Regions from separate parts of the Xenopus tropicalis genome. Here region 1 is linked to region 2. Evidence: chromatin contacts called from public Hi-C data. All regions are on one chromosome and are shown on one strand. The core of a region is the stretch at or near the end of the contact, and the rest is flanking DNA. Distances in the headings are between cores, read along the strand shown. Region 1 holds the start of atp2c2 (ATPase, Ca++ transporting, type 2C, member 2). Region 2 holds the start of usp10 (ubiquitin specific peptidase 10).

What was found. Hi-C and Micro-C count contacts between places; a contact is called where the count stands out from the background.
Region 1: a Hi-C map of brain shows a contact between it and region 2, with 4 times the contacts expected there. The contact joins the promoter of atp2c2 here to the promoter of usp10 in region 2. A contact is called at or near these places in 2 of 5 Hi-C or Micro-C datasets (brain and liver).

What each region holds. Positions count from the first base shown.
Region 1 is chr4:62,400,009-62,404,754 of UCB_Xtro_10.0, reverse strand. It overlaps atp2c2 (ATPase, Ca++ transporting, type 2C, member 2), which reads left to right and starts at 2,980. Exons shown (of 27, transcript NM_001079056.1): 1 at 2,980-3,395. The coding sequence starts at 3,078. It overlaps LOC101732441, which reads right to left and starts at 2,513. Exons shown (of 2, transcript XM_004913595.4): 1 at 744-2,513. The coding sequence starts at 826.
Region 2 is chr4:62,208,071-62,212,771 of UCB_Xtro_10.0, reverse strand. It overlaps usp10 (ubiquitin specific peptidase 10), which reads left to right and starts at 2,344. Exons shown (of 15, transcript NM_001006760.1): 1 at 2,344-2,422. The coding sequence starts at 2,402.

The DNA.
Region 1 (4,746 bases), core at 1,731-4,230, 190 kb before region 2:
CCTACCGTCTGTAAACCCATCCGCAGTACCCAAATAAACTGAAAGTGAGTTAATGGGCTCCCATCCCCATGGATAAACAAACACTCCCCTAACTCTGGCCGTATCCCTAAGTATCTCCCCATGCAGCCCACTGGACATACCGCGCCGCCATCCAATCGATGCAAGACAATGTCCACACCTTTACCCCACACGTCTGTTCCTGACCTTCAACCTTCAAAGCTGCACTTGTACCTCGGACTCCAATACCCTTACATCCTCTGCCCTTAGACCCCCCGGCACCTTTTTGCTGCTGCTTAGCCCCAAAGAATGCTAATACAAAGACTGCCTGAAATAGGTGCACCTCAAACTCAGATCTACAACATTGGGGCAGCGCCATCTGCAGTTTCCGCAGTAACTTAAAGGAAATGGGACACCTTGAGTCCCGTGACACCCTCCCCTTCCTGAGGCCCCGAAGTGCCTGCCTTATGAGGAAATCCTTTGTCAGGTCCTCCATCCCTCCTAATTTAAAAAGGAAGTGCCGCCCTGTTGGGGCCCCTGGGCCCCCCTCTGAAAGGGGTTTGCCTTTTGTGCCATCATGAGTTTGAGCCAGAGGATGATGTCCATCTGGTCCCACCTCATTGACGGCCCTGTTGCTGCGCCATGCCCTTGACCCTCCCAACCTGCCAGAAACTGTTTCAGCCCTGCCAGCAGTCCAGCCGTATCCACCTGGGCTGACCCCTGCGCTGTGTCCCCTTGCAGCTCACCTCCTGGTCCCCCGGCTGTAGAAGCCCCTGGGGCCGTAATTACACTGGCGAGGCGCTCCGATGTGTCTCCCGTCCCGACCCATCTCTGGCCGTGCATTGCTGCTCCCTCCTTTCCCTGCTTGTCGAACAGCTCCTGGTGGTCCGCCGTCCCTCTGACGTAGTGTACCTGGCTCCCGACCGGCCCCGGGCCTGAGCCGCCCGAACTGCACCTGCGTGACATACAAGAACAGGAGTGCTCCCTTCTCCAGGACGTATCCCTCCTCCTGGTGGGACTTCCACTGGCTCTTCCCCTGTCTCCCCTATGCCTGGCTGTTCCCGAAGCAGTGCCGCTCCTCCAGCTCTCCCGGGTGCCAGACTGACTCGACTCCTGCCCCTTGACCCCCATCTTCTACCCCTCCAGGGGTGCCTGCTGCCTGATTGGCTCCTCCGGGAGCCCCTCCTGGACTCTCTGGGCCTGGACTCACTGTCCCTCTGCCTGCTTCCCCTGCGCTCCCTGCCCATTGCCTGGCTGTTGGCTGAACCCAAACCGGGGGTCCCGGAAGTGCCCTCAGGGGCCACCCTGGGCCGTGGTTCCCTCCTTTTCCTCCCTCTGGCCACTAGCCGGTACTATGGCCCTGCATGCGGCCGCTGCAACCCTCTCTTGCCTCCCAGTGTCCTGGCAGCTGGCAGGCCTTGTGCCTCTGTCTGTGGTTCTGCTAGATGAGGCTGCCGTGTTTCCCCCATGGCCTGTTTCCCCCCCCCTTCCTGGATCGCTGCCTCCCTGTATCCTGTAGTGGCTCCTGACCCCACTCCTACTGGGGCCGTGGTAGTTCCTCCTACTCCAGCCTGCTGTGTGCTCCTACCTCCCCCCCCCCTTCCCGCCCGGTCCTCCGTGCCTCTGCCAGGCTGGGGGATCCCACTGCAGCTCCCGTGTCTGGGCCCCTGCCCCCTCTCTCCTGCCGGTTGGCCCCACCCCCTTGTGCACAGAGTACTCGCCTGCTCTTTCTTAGTGTTGCACCACCTGGCTCCCCAGGCTGCTTCCCCGTGCTTCTCCCGGTGCGGCCCGCTCCTCTCCTGTGGCGTCCTGCTGCACCGTCTGGTCCTGCCAGCTGGTTCCCTCTCAGTCCTTGGGCTTAGGCGATCCGGTGGGCGGGTCCTCCTCGTGGGTCTGAGCTGCCTCCCAGTCTCCTCGCCTGGAAAGAGGTCCTTGAGCTGGTCCTGGATCCATATAGGTCCCTGCTACCTTGCTGCCTCCAAGCTCGCAGCCATGGCCCCACGCTGCGAGCTGCTGATCCTATTGCTGCCTAGAACTGACTGGAAGACAGGCTGTCCTGAGCTTCCCTCCTCTTGCTAAGCCTGGGAAAAAACAGTGCGTTCAGTGGCCAGCCACCAGGAACCCATACAGAGGGAGGGGGGCGGGCTGCTCTCCTTAACCCTGTCATGCCCTGCTTCCCTACACTGCGCTCTGGGTCATTGGGCCCCATTATATGATGCTCTGTAGTGCCGTGTCTCTTTGCTTATATAAAATGTTCCATGATGCCCCTCTCTCTGAGAAACAATGGACTTTTAAAACCAGTGTTGGTTCACAAAAATGTGGATGGCCCATAAAAAAAAATATTGGGTTTATGGGTTTCACCTGATTACTTTCTGTGCAACAACTCAATAAAGGAAAGGTCACAAAAATGTTTTGCAACTCCTGCCTACTTTCTGAATCAGCGAAACTCTATGCTGCCCCATCCCTTTGCTCTCTCAGATAATTTCTAGTTAGAGTGCACTTTCTATAGATCCCTTTGTTCCCACACTCAGCACACACTGCTCTGTGCTTCCCTCCCTCCCTTCACTATGCTCTTCCTATTTCATGTAATTCTAGGCAAGTCTCTTTCTCAGAGCTGGCCATTACTGGTATTTTTGTATACACCATGCTCTTCCAATTTCATGTAATTCTATGCATGTCTCTCGTTCAGCTGGCCATTACTGACCTATTTATGTTTGGCCCTGTGCATATAGGACCTATAATGCTGCCTTCAGCTTACTATGCAGTATTACACTTTTTAGGGACCTAGAAATAAAAAGGCCTCCCTTCTTTTTCTCCGTTAAGATGCTCTGTGGTTCAGTGTCTCATTTCTCTCACAGAGAAGATGCTGTGCAGCTGTCGCCTCCCCCTCGTTTCCCACCCCCTTATCTGCTCTCTCCGCCGCAGCCTCAGTAAGTCTCTGGTGGGTGCGCCTGCGCAGAGCATCCAGCACACAGGACCATAGCTTTCATCCTCCTCCTTGGGCAGCAGCACCGATTTACCCCCGCACCCCTCCCAGGCCCCGGTGCAGCCCGTTGCACCTTTACACTGACAACTCAGTGATGCAGAGCTTTACTTCCCCACCCCCAGCATCCTCCTGTACCCAGTGCACGGAATGTGGGATGGGCAGGCACCTGCCAGAGGGGGGCGGGGCCTCTCTCACCTGTCCCAGGTATAGTCCGGGGAGCCCGAATACGCAGGAGCTCTTAGCAGCTCCCACCTCCCCGGACACCCCCTCAGCTGTACCGCCGGAGCCGCAGCTGCAGGTCACACTGCTACCGGGAGGTATGGGGGGGAAGCGCTTCTCCAAATTGTTGTCCCATATGCGTAGGTTGCCCCACAAATATCACCTTCTGGGAAGCAGCGAGCTCAAGGCAGAGGTAAGTGTGTGGGCACGGGGGGCACATGAGGTGATATGCCAGCAGGAAGCGGGGCTGCCCATGTGACTTGTTTATTTGTGGGTGCTGGCTGTGAGCTGTGAAACCCTGCCTGTGTTTTGTGGGTACCACTGGAAGCGCTCTGACGATACTTGGGCTGGGTACTGCCAGGCAAATGCTGGCCTGGCATAGACTGAACCCAGGCAGCTCCCTGGCAGACTGGCAAGTACTACACTTTCCTTAATACAATGACGTGCATAGGGTTTGATTGGTAGAGTTGTGCTAGCAAGATAAAGAGTTGGCACATTGATAACACCAACATATGCTATTAATATCATATTACTGTATATTATATTTACTTCAGAGAAAAATGTGGTATATAGCGACGCTGGTGCATTTTGCACTTTTTTTGGATAACGTATTGTTTGGGAGTTGTGTAACACACAGTTAATTGTAGATTTGTAGGTGATACTGAGTCATCTGGGAAAGTGGTGCAAAGGAGTCACACCTTTCACCATTTCACTTTTTTTGTTAAAATAAGATGTATATAGGTGACGCCTTGTAGTTTATATGGGAAAATAGAAATAGAAATTCTTTATCTTGCAGTGTGTATGGGAAAAGGATTTATTGGCACATTAACAGCCTGTATTGGAATTAGAAAACTGGTGAGGTCTTGCATTGTGGACTAGACTGGTTACACACCTTTCAGTGTAAGAGGATGGGAAATAGACTTCCTACACCTTATAGTTTGCATGGGAATGGAAAGAAAACTTCTGACGCTTTATGTTGCCTATTTGGGAATGGGAAACAGACTGCTGCTGACTCTGACAGTGTAAATAGGAATGGAAAGTAGTGACACAGTAATGTATGGGAGTACACTTTTAATGACCACTTATATGTATTTATTTTGGCCTTTTTGTCTTATATGATCATGAATCATATTTTTTTTCAGCACTTCTTTTTTCCATTCAATCTATCAGTTTTCCTCCCATCCTAGCCCTTTTTTCCTTTTCCCATGTGCAGGTTATACAAATATTTTTGTGGACTAAAAAGATTTTTTTGTGCAAACCAATACTTGTGTGCAAATACAATCCTTGTTTTTATCATCTCCCTATGTGCGAGTCTGTCTTCAGTTCCCTGTTATACAGTATATGGAAATGGTTAGCAAGCCAGTGGCATGTCACAGTCTATTTACATTTATGGTATATAATAAACATCTATAGACATCTTACAGTGTATATATTTAATAAATATGCATCTAATCCATCATTTTTGGAACTGGCCTACTACTAAATCCTATAAACTGTAATTCACGTTTTGTGGTTTATGTATTAACATGTCTTAAGTGTGAAGT
Region 2 (4,701 bases), core at 1,095-3,594:
ACTGCACGTGTTTCATTCCCTCCCCCCCTCCCCTCCCCTCTGGCAGATCCACTTCTGACTGGCTGGTGGGCATGTGTAGCTCAGAACAGGAGACAGGATCAAGTTACACACATGCTCAGGAAGGGGAGAGATATTTCAGTGATGTCACTGTAGTCTGCCAGCACCATATCTCAAGAGAAGCAAGCAGGGATCTGGGAATTTAGCTATGCAGTAAGTACTTAAAAAGAATGTCTTTAGATTTACTTTTAATTTATATTAACCTTTCATTGTCCTTTAAGAGTATAGGATGTGCGTATCAAGAGTCACTGGTATGGGTCAGGTGGCTACTCCTTTTTATTTCCCTGTTTGCAACCTGCAGTGTCGCTCCTGGGTTCAGCAGTCGTGCCCTGTATAGTGCTCCTCTTCACGTCCTCTCTCGCCGCTGACACATTTTGCAATTTCCGGCTTCCTCCTGAGCGGTCTTGGCACAAAAGGGTGATACAAGTAAAAGTTAACACTGATGTTAAAAAACACATGGGAGTGTACATTGTAGAGTAATTAACAGTATTACACTTTTTTTTTCCTCATAAAACCTTATCGCTAAGTCGAAAGCAGAAAAGGGCACTTTGGCGTATTCTATTAAACTGTATCTAACCTGGGACACAAGGTATCTGAAGTGAGGAGCATACACTGAAAATTGCACTTTTTATATTTGTAAAAGTCCCACAATAAGCTGTCAGGAGTCATAACAACCTACAGACTGAAGGGCTTTAGGTTGTACAAATTGAAGCTAAAGTATCTTTGATACATGATTAAGTGGCTTTGGAAATTTTCTTAAAATAGAATTTAAAAAGAAAATATACATTTTACTTATTTTGTTGCTGCAGAAAAAGTATATATTTTGATGTTTTTCCTTTAGCTATTTAACACAGTTGTGAAATAGAATATACCTTGACATGGGGCCAACTAACAATAGTTTATACAAGGTAAATCATTTGTTTGCATTATTTTTTATTATATATTGTTTTAAATGTAGCTATGAGTATTAAAAAATGTGTGTGTTTTTTTTAATGAATAAAATAGTTCATGGTTATATGAAAATGTAATGTTTTAGGGGTTATTTACTATGGCGCCAGCCTGTCCTTTGTTGCTTTCTAAAGTGTGCTTCTGAGTGATGTACAAGTTAGGGGGTAAGAGGGGGAACACCTACCCTTCTGACCTTCGTGAATATAGCACTGCCAAATGCAGGGAGAGCTATATTCATCAGGGCAGCAGCAGGTCACTGCACTCAAAAATGAAGCAGAGACCTGTGTCAATTCTGCATTAGCTGAAGAAGTCATTGTGCAAAGTCCCCAATGGGTCACAGGTCATAAATTACCCCATTTTTGTTCCAGTAAATGTGCCCCACTTACCTTTACTATCACTGTAAAATAAATAAAAAAAAAAAAGGTATTGAAAAGAAAATAGCCTATTACTAAATAGGGTTGGGATGCCTTTAGAAACATTCAGTCAATGTCTAAGCTGCTCATATTTTTTATATCTTGTATAAAAGGTGTACTTTGAAAATGGAAAAAAATGACCTCATCTGCAGCCAAAAATCTTTTGTCTTGGTTAAGAATGGTCAGAATGGCAGGCAATATCAAACCACACATGGCAGTTTCTGTCCTCTTGTTGTGATCAAAATAACGCTCATCATATGTGTATGAATAATGTTGGTTGAGTAAATAACACCCATACCTTACAACACACAGATTTATCAAAGTGCAATTTTCATATAAAACGCACAATACGATTTTTTTGTATTGTACTTTTAAAGTACGAAAAATTCGTATTTGAAGATACGAAAAAATCTGAACAATTGGAACATGCAGGAAAACTTTTCTGACTTTGATCCTTCAGTGCATGATTTTGGAAGCCTCCCTTAGGACTCAATGGCACTCTGCAGCTTCACTTGGCTTAAGGAAAGTCACGTCGAATTAATCCGAAACTTTTGTACTCAGCGCAACAATACAATTTTGTCGCACTTTTTTGTTGCAGAATATACGCAAAAGTTGGAACCTTTAAAAAAAAATACAAACAATGTAGCTGATAAGGGTATATTAACCCAAAAACAAGTTACAAATATTTAACATTCAATAAAGAAAAAGCAGAGGTGGATTTGCAGCTTTTATGAACTCAGCAACTAACCAAGTTCTAAACACGCTTCTATCCAATATGACTTCCCCCAACACCCATTGCCAGAATCTGGCTGATGGATCACGTGCTCGAAGCTTGTTACGCATGCGCGTTGCCAGTAGAGCGAAGCTTGTACGCATGCGCAAGGGGGCAGCGCCAGGTGGAGAGTAGTGTCTGCGCGCGAGAAAGAAGATGGCGGCGGCGGGGGAAGAAGCATGAGCGGCCTCACTCATTGAAACACTTCGCCATGGCCTCCCCGAGCGGACAGGTACAGAGCGGTCCCAAATCGCACATAGGAGCGACTCGCTTCAGCGGTATCCATTAGGGGGGTTCGGGTGTGTGGCTGTCACAGAAGAGAGGCGCTGGGCGATGTAATGCTTGCCTAGGCCCTGCCTAATTTCTGCAGCCTCATTGGAGCAAGAGAGCCTTGTGCTCACGGGAAGAGCCAGCGGGACTTCAACTACTTGTGGCTCAATACAGCCCGGCTTAGGGCTTTAGGTAGTTAGATCCCACAATGGGTTCGCATGCTATTTGTAACTAGAGTTTCTTTAATACGCATGCCCGGCCCGTGAACTCCCCGTGTGCATCGCTTCACCAATACCCTGACACCCAACACCCCAAAGCTCTAATTCATGGCGAGACTCCCCTACTTGTCATGGAAAGGGCAAAGTATTCCGCGAGTATTGCTTGTGTGCGGGACTGCTCTGCCTTACACTCACTCTCTATTGCTTCCCGTACTGCTCTATAATCTCTTTAATGTCTCCAAGGCGTCATATCCCAAACGAAAGGCTTGCTTGCCTGTTATTTGCTGTTCTTCACTTGTTGTGCAACTGTCACACACCATCGCGGCCCTAGCCCCTGCTGCAAGTTCCACACACAGTCAGCATTCTGTACATCTAACATATGTATCTTGAGCTGCTGATCACATATATATATATATATATATATATATATATATATATATATGTATATATATATATATTTTGCAGGAGTAATGCCAGCACACACAGGGTTTCATACAAATGTAAATAAAATGATATTTATTGATAAAAAAAAAGAGCAAAATAAACATAGCAAGCCATAACGTTTCAGTCCCCACTGGGACTTTCATCAGGAGGCAAAAACTGAAGCACTTGCCTCCTGATGAAAGTCCCAGTGGGGACTGAAACGTTATGGCTTGCTATGTTTGTTTTGCTCTTTTTTTCTCAATAAATATCATTTTATTTACATTTGTATGAAACCCTGTGTGTGCTGGCATTACTCCTGCAATATTTTAGTTTATATGGCTCTTGCACCCAGGTTGTATTTTTTGTTAGTGGTGTGCACCATTATGATCTCTCTCTATATATATTTTGAAAAAGGCTAGAGTGCTAGCCGAAACGTTAGTCTCCTCTTTAATAAAATAATTTGTTTGTATAAGTCCTGTGAGTGCTGACCCTCTCTCAAGCACCTATATGTATATATATATATATATATATATATATATATATATCTCAACAAAGGCAGTTTATATAGTGCCTATTTATTATACGCACGCTTGTGTGGCACGTTTATTTATATAATTTTTTAAAAATATTTATTGCTATTTATATAATTATTTCATTTATGGCTCAGTATTATGTAACTCCATCAGTCTCTTATTAATTACTCCATTACTCCTTTCCACAGACACATTTTGGTGATTTTGAGGAACCTCCAGTCATGTTTTATTTAATGGGTCCATATGTGGCTGGATCCAGTCAGACTCATCTGAGGTCATTAAGGCAATGTGCTGGACTGGTGCTCATTGATCAGGGACATACACACATACTAACCCAACATCTGACTTGATATTACAGATACTCAAATCTAGGTCAGGATTCATCTGATCCTTACTAAAGGGATGTATGTCCCTTTGGGTTCATTATGACAAGGAATGCTCAGACAGACTTTTAATCTTTAAAATTTTACAAAACATAGGGCAATTTCAGTTTGTCTGATTTTAATATCCAGGGAATCTGGTTCATTCTGTCAGAGCCTGGTCTGCTGTGGGATAGATGCCTAAAGTTTATTAGGACATATGGTATTTGCAAGCAACCCACAGTACACTAACAGCAAATAAAAATTTAAGGTAGTCATCAGCACTTAACCTGTATTTTAGCATAATGGTAACATATGATATTGTGCTTTATATCCACTGCTGATTTGATAGTGAATTATTTTGAAATATGTAGATAGTTGAAAGTGTAAGGTGACTTATGATTGTGTTTTTAGGGGCAAAACTGAGTTTAAGAATTAATAAAGTATGTAATTTCTTTAACAGTACACTTTTAAGTTCAAAATGCTCTGTAAGAACAAGCATGTGCATACCATCTATATGTTATATATATTTGTATGTGTTTGTTTCTTGCACCTAGTGTTGCAGGCAGTGCAGGGACATTTTCTGTTACTCTATTTCATTTGGATTTGTACCACTTTTAAAAAAGTTTCTTTGGTATTTCGTAATGGTGAGAGAAAATGACACCTCTGATAATTACTTTGTAATACATATTCATTTTGCACCCAGAT